Linked DNA regions of Sus scrofa: region 2 is linked to region 1. A link is a contact called in public Hi-C data. All regions are on one chromosome and are shown on one strand. The core of a region is the stretch at or near the end of the contact, and the rest is flanking DNA. Distances in the headings are between cores, read along the strand shown. Region 1 overlaps PARD3 (partitioning defective 3 homolog). Region 2 has its middle 66 kb from the start of PARD3.

What was found. A called contact is a pair of places that touch in the nucleus more often than the background predicts.
Region 2: a contact with region 1 is called in a Hi-C map of liver, with 10 times the contacts expected there. The contact joins two enhancer-like sites. A contact is called at or near these places in 5 of 47 Hi-C or Micro-C datasets (embryonic fibroblasts, liver and subcutaneous adipose tissue) and 1 of 2 datasets of contacts at active chromatin or transcription factors (skeletal muscle).

What each region holds. Positions count from the first base shown.
Region 1 is chr10:57,478,098-57,481,650 of Sscrofa11.1, reverse strand. All of the region lies in intron 2 of PARD3 (partitioning defective 3 homolog), which reads left to right. Among named protein-coding and RNA genes, the nearest start is that of PARD3, 120 kb to the left of the region's middle. Within about 2 kb of position 1,785, at least 2 of the 83 cell types and tissues checked have an H3K27ac peak or open chromatin away from gene starts, as enhancers often do. A contact at or near this core is called in liver, where this site is marked.
Region 2 is chr10:57,664,798-57,668,537 of Sscrofa11.1, reverse strand. No RefSeq gene overlaps it. Among named protein-coding and RNA genes, the nearest start is that of PARD3, 66 kb to the right of the region's middle. Within about 2 kb of position 2,002, at least 5 of the 83 cell types and tissues checked have an H3K27ac peak or open chromatin away from gene starts, as enhancers often do. A contact at or near this core is called in liver, where this site is marked.

The sequences.
Region 1 (3,553 bases), core at 536-3,035:
GCAGCAATTTGTTGCTCAGCAATTGAAAAGAATGCGCTCTTCTTTCAACGCAGTTCACCGTTAGATCATACACAAGAGTCAAGGAGAAGGCAAGTTGGGTGACCCCAGACAGTGGCATATTGAAATCACAGGGGACTTTTAAAAATTATTGTCTTTAAAAATGTTTAAATATTTATGTATTTATTTGGGCCACGCCCTCAGCATGCAGAAATTCCCCAGGCCAGGGACTGAACCTGCTCCACAGCCCTGACAATGCCGAATCCTTAACCACTAGGCCTCCAGGGAGCTCTGAAATCACAGGATACGTAATAAACCGTGTTTTACATTTTGTATTCTTACTGAATTTGATGATGATAAATCTACATTGTCCTTTATTATATATCTTATATAATCCTATACCTATCCTACATATATATATATATATATATGTATCTCCTATACAATCTTGTATATCTTAAACAAGTTAAAGCTTTAAACCTGAGAAAAATATTTTATATTAGTAGGTGAAATAAGTTTTCACACAGTTTTCTATCATGTAGATTAAATTGAGTTTTCAAATAGAAAAATGCTAACGGGTACGATGTACCACGACGAAAACGGCTTTTATTTTTATTTATAAGATTTTTTTTTTTCTTTTTACGGCTGCACCTGGAGCATATGGAAGTTCTCAGGCTAGGGGATGAATTGGAGCTGCAGCTGAGGCCTACGCCACAGCCACAGCCACGCCAGGTCTTTAACCCACTGAGCAAGGCCAGGGATCAAAGCCGAATCCTCACAGACACTATGTTAAGTTGTCAACGTGCTGAGCCACAACAGGAGCTCCTAAAATGGTTTTTAAATCATCGTTTTACTTGTTCAGAAGTATTTAAATATGTGTATTATAGAATTAAAGTTTTGAATGAGCATCTGACAGGCCCCATTTTAAGTTGCAACTGTGAAAAATATAATTAATCCAGAATCCCCATATCCAGATTCACTGGTGTTGTAGGATGCATTATTCAAACAGAGGGGTTGTGTGTTGTCAGTTGTATGGCTCTTTTCCATGGTTTTGAAATTTGATTCTGATTTTATCACCCTTGAGTGTTTTCAACATTTTTGGCAGGTATCTTGACACCTATTTTGCTTTTAGGTTAAAAAAGCATTACAGTTCTCCTAAACAGTGAGATTTCTTTCTTTTTTTTTTCTTTTTTTTTTTCTTTAAAGGTCCTGTTCTATGAAACTCCTGTGGGCACATGTTTATAGCTACCTGGCCCAGGGAAGTGCGGTCTCTGTGAGCCAGGCTGGAACACCTGTATTTTGCACCCCCCACACCCCAACCAGCTTCTATTTTCATTCACAAACTGTGAAAACAAGGCTTCAGTGGCCCTGCCCTGTCGCTCGTGTCATGTGGAAAACTCTCTTAAAGATACAGATTTTATACTCGGTCACCATGAATGTGTAAAATAATGAAAAAAATTTTTAATTGAGGGAAATTAGGATTAAGAGGCAATAATTCCAATAATAGCAGAAGGCAATCAAAGTACCTGATTAGCTGTAGTTTTGCTCATTAGCCTTTAGTTACATCCAAGTTCAGTGCACAGCACGGAGGAAGTTTCCATTTAGTGCCGATAGGCTTCCAACTCCAGGGTTTACCCAGATGTGCTCAAAACAGTGCGAGTGTGGGTTGTCTTGGGTTCTTGGAGTAGGTTTGACTTTTTTCTAAGACAGAGAATAGTCCAGATCTGCTTTGGGCATACGGATGTGCCCACGTGCCCTGTTTGTTTGTCCCTTGTGGACATTGCTGCTTCCCGAGAGGGCACAGCGTCCGCCCACACATGCTGTCGCCCTGTTCTGTTTGCCCTTAGTGTGTGATCCTGTTTTCTCGATTGACATTCTGCCACATTACGAAAAACCGAAGTGCTTTTCACGTCGTCTCCAGCACCGTGTACAACAGCTGTAACCCAAGCCTTGCTGAGTGCTGGCTGTGTTCTGTCTGAATGTCTGTCTTCCTGGTTTGCTCTTCTTGTTTATTATTTACTATCCATGAGCCTCCCTGGCTCCTCAGTCACCCCTGTCATTCCCTCTGTGAATGACAGGAAACCCCACTGAGTAGGTGACAGGATCAAAATCCTGGGCATTCATGTCTTCCTGCAGCCTGACTGTAGGGGCGTCCACAGAGGTTTCCCAGGAACCGACCTGCACGTAGAGTTGGGGGGAGTGTGCTTTGGGGGGCTGGCGATCAGCAGCAAGAGAGGCTTTTTCTCACTCATGCCATGCTCTTCTCTTTTGCGTCTCTGGTGCTGAAGGTGATTTAAGATGTGGCATCAAGCATTGCCTGTGTTGCACTGGGATGCAATTTGGTTTTGACCAAGAATGCTGTGATGCGTGTTCTGTTTTGCTGATGACCTTGGGAAGTCTCTTCCACTCTCAGTTTCTCGATGTCTGTGGGAAGCGTGGGTGGAGTAGCAGTTTAAACTCTGGAGAGCGTGTCTGATTAGGCGAGGTCCAGGCACCATGAAAGGTGCTTGTGGAGACAGTTGGCTGCTGCCTGGGGGAAAGAAGCCAGAATCCTCAGGTGGACAGTCTGGCCAGTGTCCTCACTAGAAGAATGTTGAGAAAAAGACACTTTTGAAATCGGAAGTTCCCACTGTGGCTCAGCTGGTTAAAGACCTGATGTTGTCTCCACGAGGATGCAAGTTCCGATCCTGGCCTCGCTCAGTGGGCCAAGGATCCAGCATTGCCACAAGCTGCAGCATAGGTGGCAGAGGTGGCTCGGATCCTGTGTTGCTGAGGCTGTGGTATAGGCTGGCAGCTGCAGCTCTGATTCATCCCCTAGACTGGGAACCTCCATATGCCACAGGTATGGCAGTAAACAAGAAAAAAAAAAAAAAAAAGTACTGGGGGAGTTCCCTTGTGGCTCAGTGGGTTAAGGGTGTGGCATTTTTACTGCTGTGGCTAGGGTTGCTGCTGTGGCACAGGTTCGATCCCTGGCCTAGAAAATTCTATGTACCTTGAGTGGGTGCAGCAAAAAAAAAAAAAAGTATGGGTATTGTGGGGAAGCTCCAATTTCTACATGCTGGTGAAAGCACAGAGGTGCTTAGCACATGCTTTCACCTTTCTTCTCTGTGAAACTGGTGCAGTTTTTGTGCCTTGTGTGTTAATGATCTTACTGCCCTGTCCATGTTTATATTTGTATTTCAGAAAATGCGTTGTTAGAAATTTTGCTTTTGAAATACATGTGTGGCTGAACTTTTAGGTAAGGAACATTCCTTAATTTAATTTAATTTAATTTTTGTCTTTTGTCTTGTTAGGGCCACACCTGTGCCATATGGAGGTTCCCAGGCTAGGGGTCCAATCAGAGCTGTAGCTGCTGAGCTACACCACAGCTCACGGCAATGCCGGATCCTTAACCTACTGAGTGAGGCCAGGGATTGAACCCGCAACATTATGGTTCCCAGTCGGATTCATTTCCACTGCGCCACGACGAGAACGCCACATTCCTTAATTTTAAAAGGCACAGTTTTCTCCTGCTGCAGATGTTATTTTTTATCACATACGTGTAAAGTGTAAATCA
Region 2 (3,740 bases), core at 753-3,252, 190 kb before region 1:
GCCCACACGCCTTGCCCCCAACTCCACACGCTGCGCCAGCCACGCTGCCCCCTCCATCCTGCCTCCAGGCCTCTGCTCTACTGTCCAGTCACTCAGCTGGTTCCTTCACCTCCTTCAAATTTCAGCCTAAATCTCACCTTCTCAGTGAGGCCTGTTTTTTTTTTTTTTTTTTTCCTTTTTACGGCCACACCTGCAGCATATGGAGGTTCCCAGTCTAGGGGTCAAAATGGAGCTGCAGCTGCTGGCCTACACCACAGCCACGTCAACACCTGATCTGAGCCATGTCTGCAACCTACACTGCAGTTCTAGCCGATGCCAGATCCTTAACCCACCAAGCGAGGCCAGGGATCGAATCCACATCCTCACAGACACTATGTCGGGTTCTTAACCCGCTGAGCCAAAACCGGAATTCCGAGTTACGCCTGTTCTGAACATGGTCACTTAGGATGGCAAACTGCCCCGTCCACAAACCCGCTCTGCCAAACAGTGTCAATGCCCCCAGCCCACCTTCCTCCTCCTCTCTCCAGAGCCCTCAGCACCTGCAGCAAACTAGAGAATGTGCCTATTTATTACAGTTGTTATCTGTATTGTCTCCAAACTGGAATGCACCTTCCTTGAAGACAGGGGTCTTTGTTCTGTTCCCCGTGCATCCCCAAACCCGAGCACCGTACCCAGCCCACAGCTGGCACTTGGTAAAGACGTACCAGAGGCATCAATCTACCTAATGGAACAGCATCACATGGCCTTGCTGGTGAAGCCTGTGGAGCTGCTACGGCCCAGTCACGTCTTACCTGGGAAAAGACCAGGGGCCAGCCTCCTCCGAGCTGAGTCTGTTGTCTTATAGATGCATTCACGGACTGCTGGTTAGGCTTCTGTTTCCCTTTTTTCCTTTTAGCACCTGTAATTATCCTGAAAGACAATTTCAGTGTGTTAGTAAATTGAAACCGTTTTCTAATATGGGTGATTTATTCTGATGTATGTGCTTTTCCAGGCTTGCAGCTGGGCTGGCCTCTTGCGTAGGCCACACATGTAGTGTTAGGTAGTTAGAAGTGTCCAGGGAAGCCAACGTGCCCCCAAATATCTTCCTACTGGTGCGGCAGTCCACCAGGAGGTTGACTGGGGGTGGGGGGAAGTTAACGAAGTCTGTGATGACTTCAACCTGGGGGAGGAAAGTCTTGATTGTTCACTGTTAGCTAAATCCGAAAGGGTGAGAAACAGTCTGGAAATACATTAGAGAATGAATTAAAGTTGGGAGCATGAAAATGCATATCATGGCAGTGGCTTGTGGACAGCATGTCTGCCAATCACAGTGCTGTTTTCCTTTCATGCCCTTCAGAACAGGACGTCAGCGGCTGGTCAGGTCAGGACTAGGAAGTGTGTATATGTCACAGAGGACAGGTCAGAAGGCAGCACAGTGGCACCTGGGCCACTCTCTCTGGGCTCCCTGAGGGCTGCCTCTCAGGTGAGGCTCAGTTTAGAGAACCAACAATTTATTTATATATTTATAAATATATATTATATACATATTTTTTAAAATAATTTACAATGTTCTTATTTCTGCCATACAGCAAAATGACCCAGTCATACGCATATATACACATTTACATTCCTTTTTCTTATATTATCTTCCATCATGACCAATCCCAAGAAACTGGCAATAGTTCCCTGTGCTGTGCAGCAGGACCTCATTGCCCATGCATTCAAAATGTAATAGTTGGCACCTACTAATCCCAAACTCCTAGTCTATCGCACTCCCTCCCCGTCCCCCCCGCCTCTTGACAACCACGAGTCTGCAGAGAACCAAACATTTAGAACAGCAGTCATCTTCCAAACAGCAAAAACTTCTGCCTACATTAAAAAAAAAAAAAAAAAAAAAAAAATCACCTGGTGACAAAGACAAGCACAGCAGTTTTTGTTGGAAGGATTCTCCCGGATCTTCCTGATCCATCTACTGGGAAGTTATGGGAATGAATCACTTCATTGACCTGGGATTGACCTGGGATCGACTGCCCCTTCAGCCTTGCCCAGGGCACTCAGGCTGGCAGCGTTCCTACCAGACACACATCCGACTCCTACACAAAGGAGGAAGGGAACACCTCGGGCCTCGGAGGCCGTGGGTGAGGAAAACGAATCCTGGAGCGTCCTCCTTTTCTCTCTAGAAAGAGCAGGGGCTGGAAGGGCGCTCAGTGAAAGTGGGGACACCGGTTTGGACGGTGGCACATCTGTGGTTTCTGAAGCGCAGGCTTGTCCACAAACGTAACTTCTCTAAGGGAACGTCCTTCCGCTGCTTCTCCCGGTTTGAGGCTGGGGGTTCTGGCAGGGACCTCCACCCGCCTTCATTAGGCCGCTTTCACCAGGGCGCTCAGGCAAGGCCTCCGCTCCGAAGTCGCTGAAGCCTTGGGTCCATCGAAGGCCTGCCTGGCTCACTTCGCCGAGGGCGGAAGTCCCGGACTTACTTCCCAGCGTGTGCCAAGCCCAAGCTGCGCGCCCCAGAAGCTTCCAGCGCCAGCCCCTCCAGGACCTGGGGGCGGGGCCGCAGCAGGAAAGGGAGGAGCCTGGAAGGCCCGGGGAGGGGCGGAGCCTGGACTGAGAAGGGCGTGTCCTGGGTAGGGCCTTACCTTGGAGGGGCGGGGCCTCGATTTGAGCCGAACCCAGGGGAAGGCAGAGCCTGGGGTGGGGTAGGCAGGGCTAAGCCAGTCCGGGGAGGAGACTTACTCTGGGGGGCGGTGCTGGGTGGGCGTGGCCTGGGAAGGGGTGGGGCCTGACTTGAGAAGGGCGATCCCTGGGCAGAGCCTGGACTTGGACGGCTATGATCCCTTGCTCGCTGTTGCCTCAGGTCTTGTCCCCAGCTACTGCGCTGGGAATCTGATCTGGAAGGGTTTCCTTGTGGAGAGAGTGCAGCAAGGATGATGGGCTCTAGCCTTCTTGTGTGTGTCCTGCTCTGCTGACAAACAGAGACAGACTAGCTGGTTCATACAAAGAAATGACCCCCATCTGGGGGGCCAGGCATTTTCCCACCACCACCACACTCCTGGCCAATAGAGTAATCAGAGAGACACCGGCCCATTAGGGATGAGCTGCCTTTCAGGTGAGTTGAATTGTGAGACCTTCCACGAATCAAAATGCTTTTAAGTGGCTATGGTTTTAAAAATCACGAAAGTTAGAGTTCCCATCGTGGCTCAGTGGTTAATGAATCCGACTAGGAACCATGAGGTTGCAGGTTCGATCTCTGGCCTCGCTCAGTGGGTTAAGGATCCAGTGTTGCTGTGAGCTGTGGTGTGGGTTGCAGATGCAGCTCAGATCCCGAGTTGCTGTGGCTGTGGTGTAGGCCGGCAGCTACAGCTCCGATTGGACCCCTAGCCTGGGAACTTCCATATGCCTCCAGAACAGCCCTAGAAAAGACAAAAAAAAAAAATCGCGAGAGTCATACAAGTTTATTGCCTTACAAGTCAAAATAATGCTGTTGTATATGGAGTAAAAAGTGAACCCCCCCTCCCTTTAAATCCTTTGCCCTCCATTCCCACTGTCCACAGGTAAGCGTTGTTGAAGGTTTGCTGCCTCTTTCTGGAGCTTTTCCTGTCCATTAAGTGAGTGCACACATTAAACACACTTATGGTATTTTTTTCTTATGTACATAGGGCTATAGCTTATATACTCAAAGCAAAGCACTGTGCCAGGAGAGTGTTCCTAGCAATATTTGATCCATCTCATTCTTTTCAGCCAGGGCATATCATTCCATA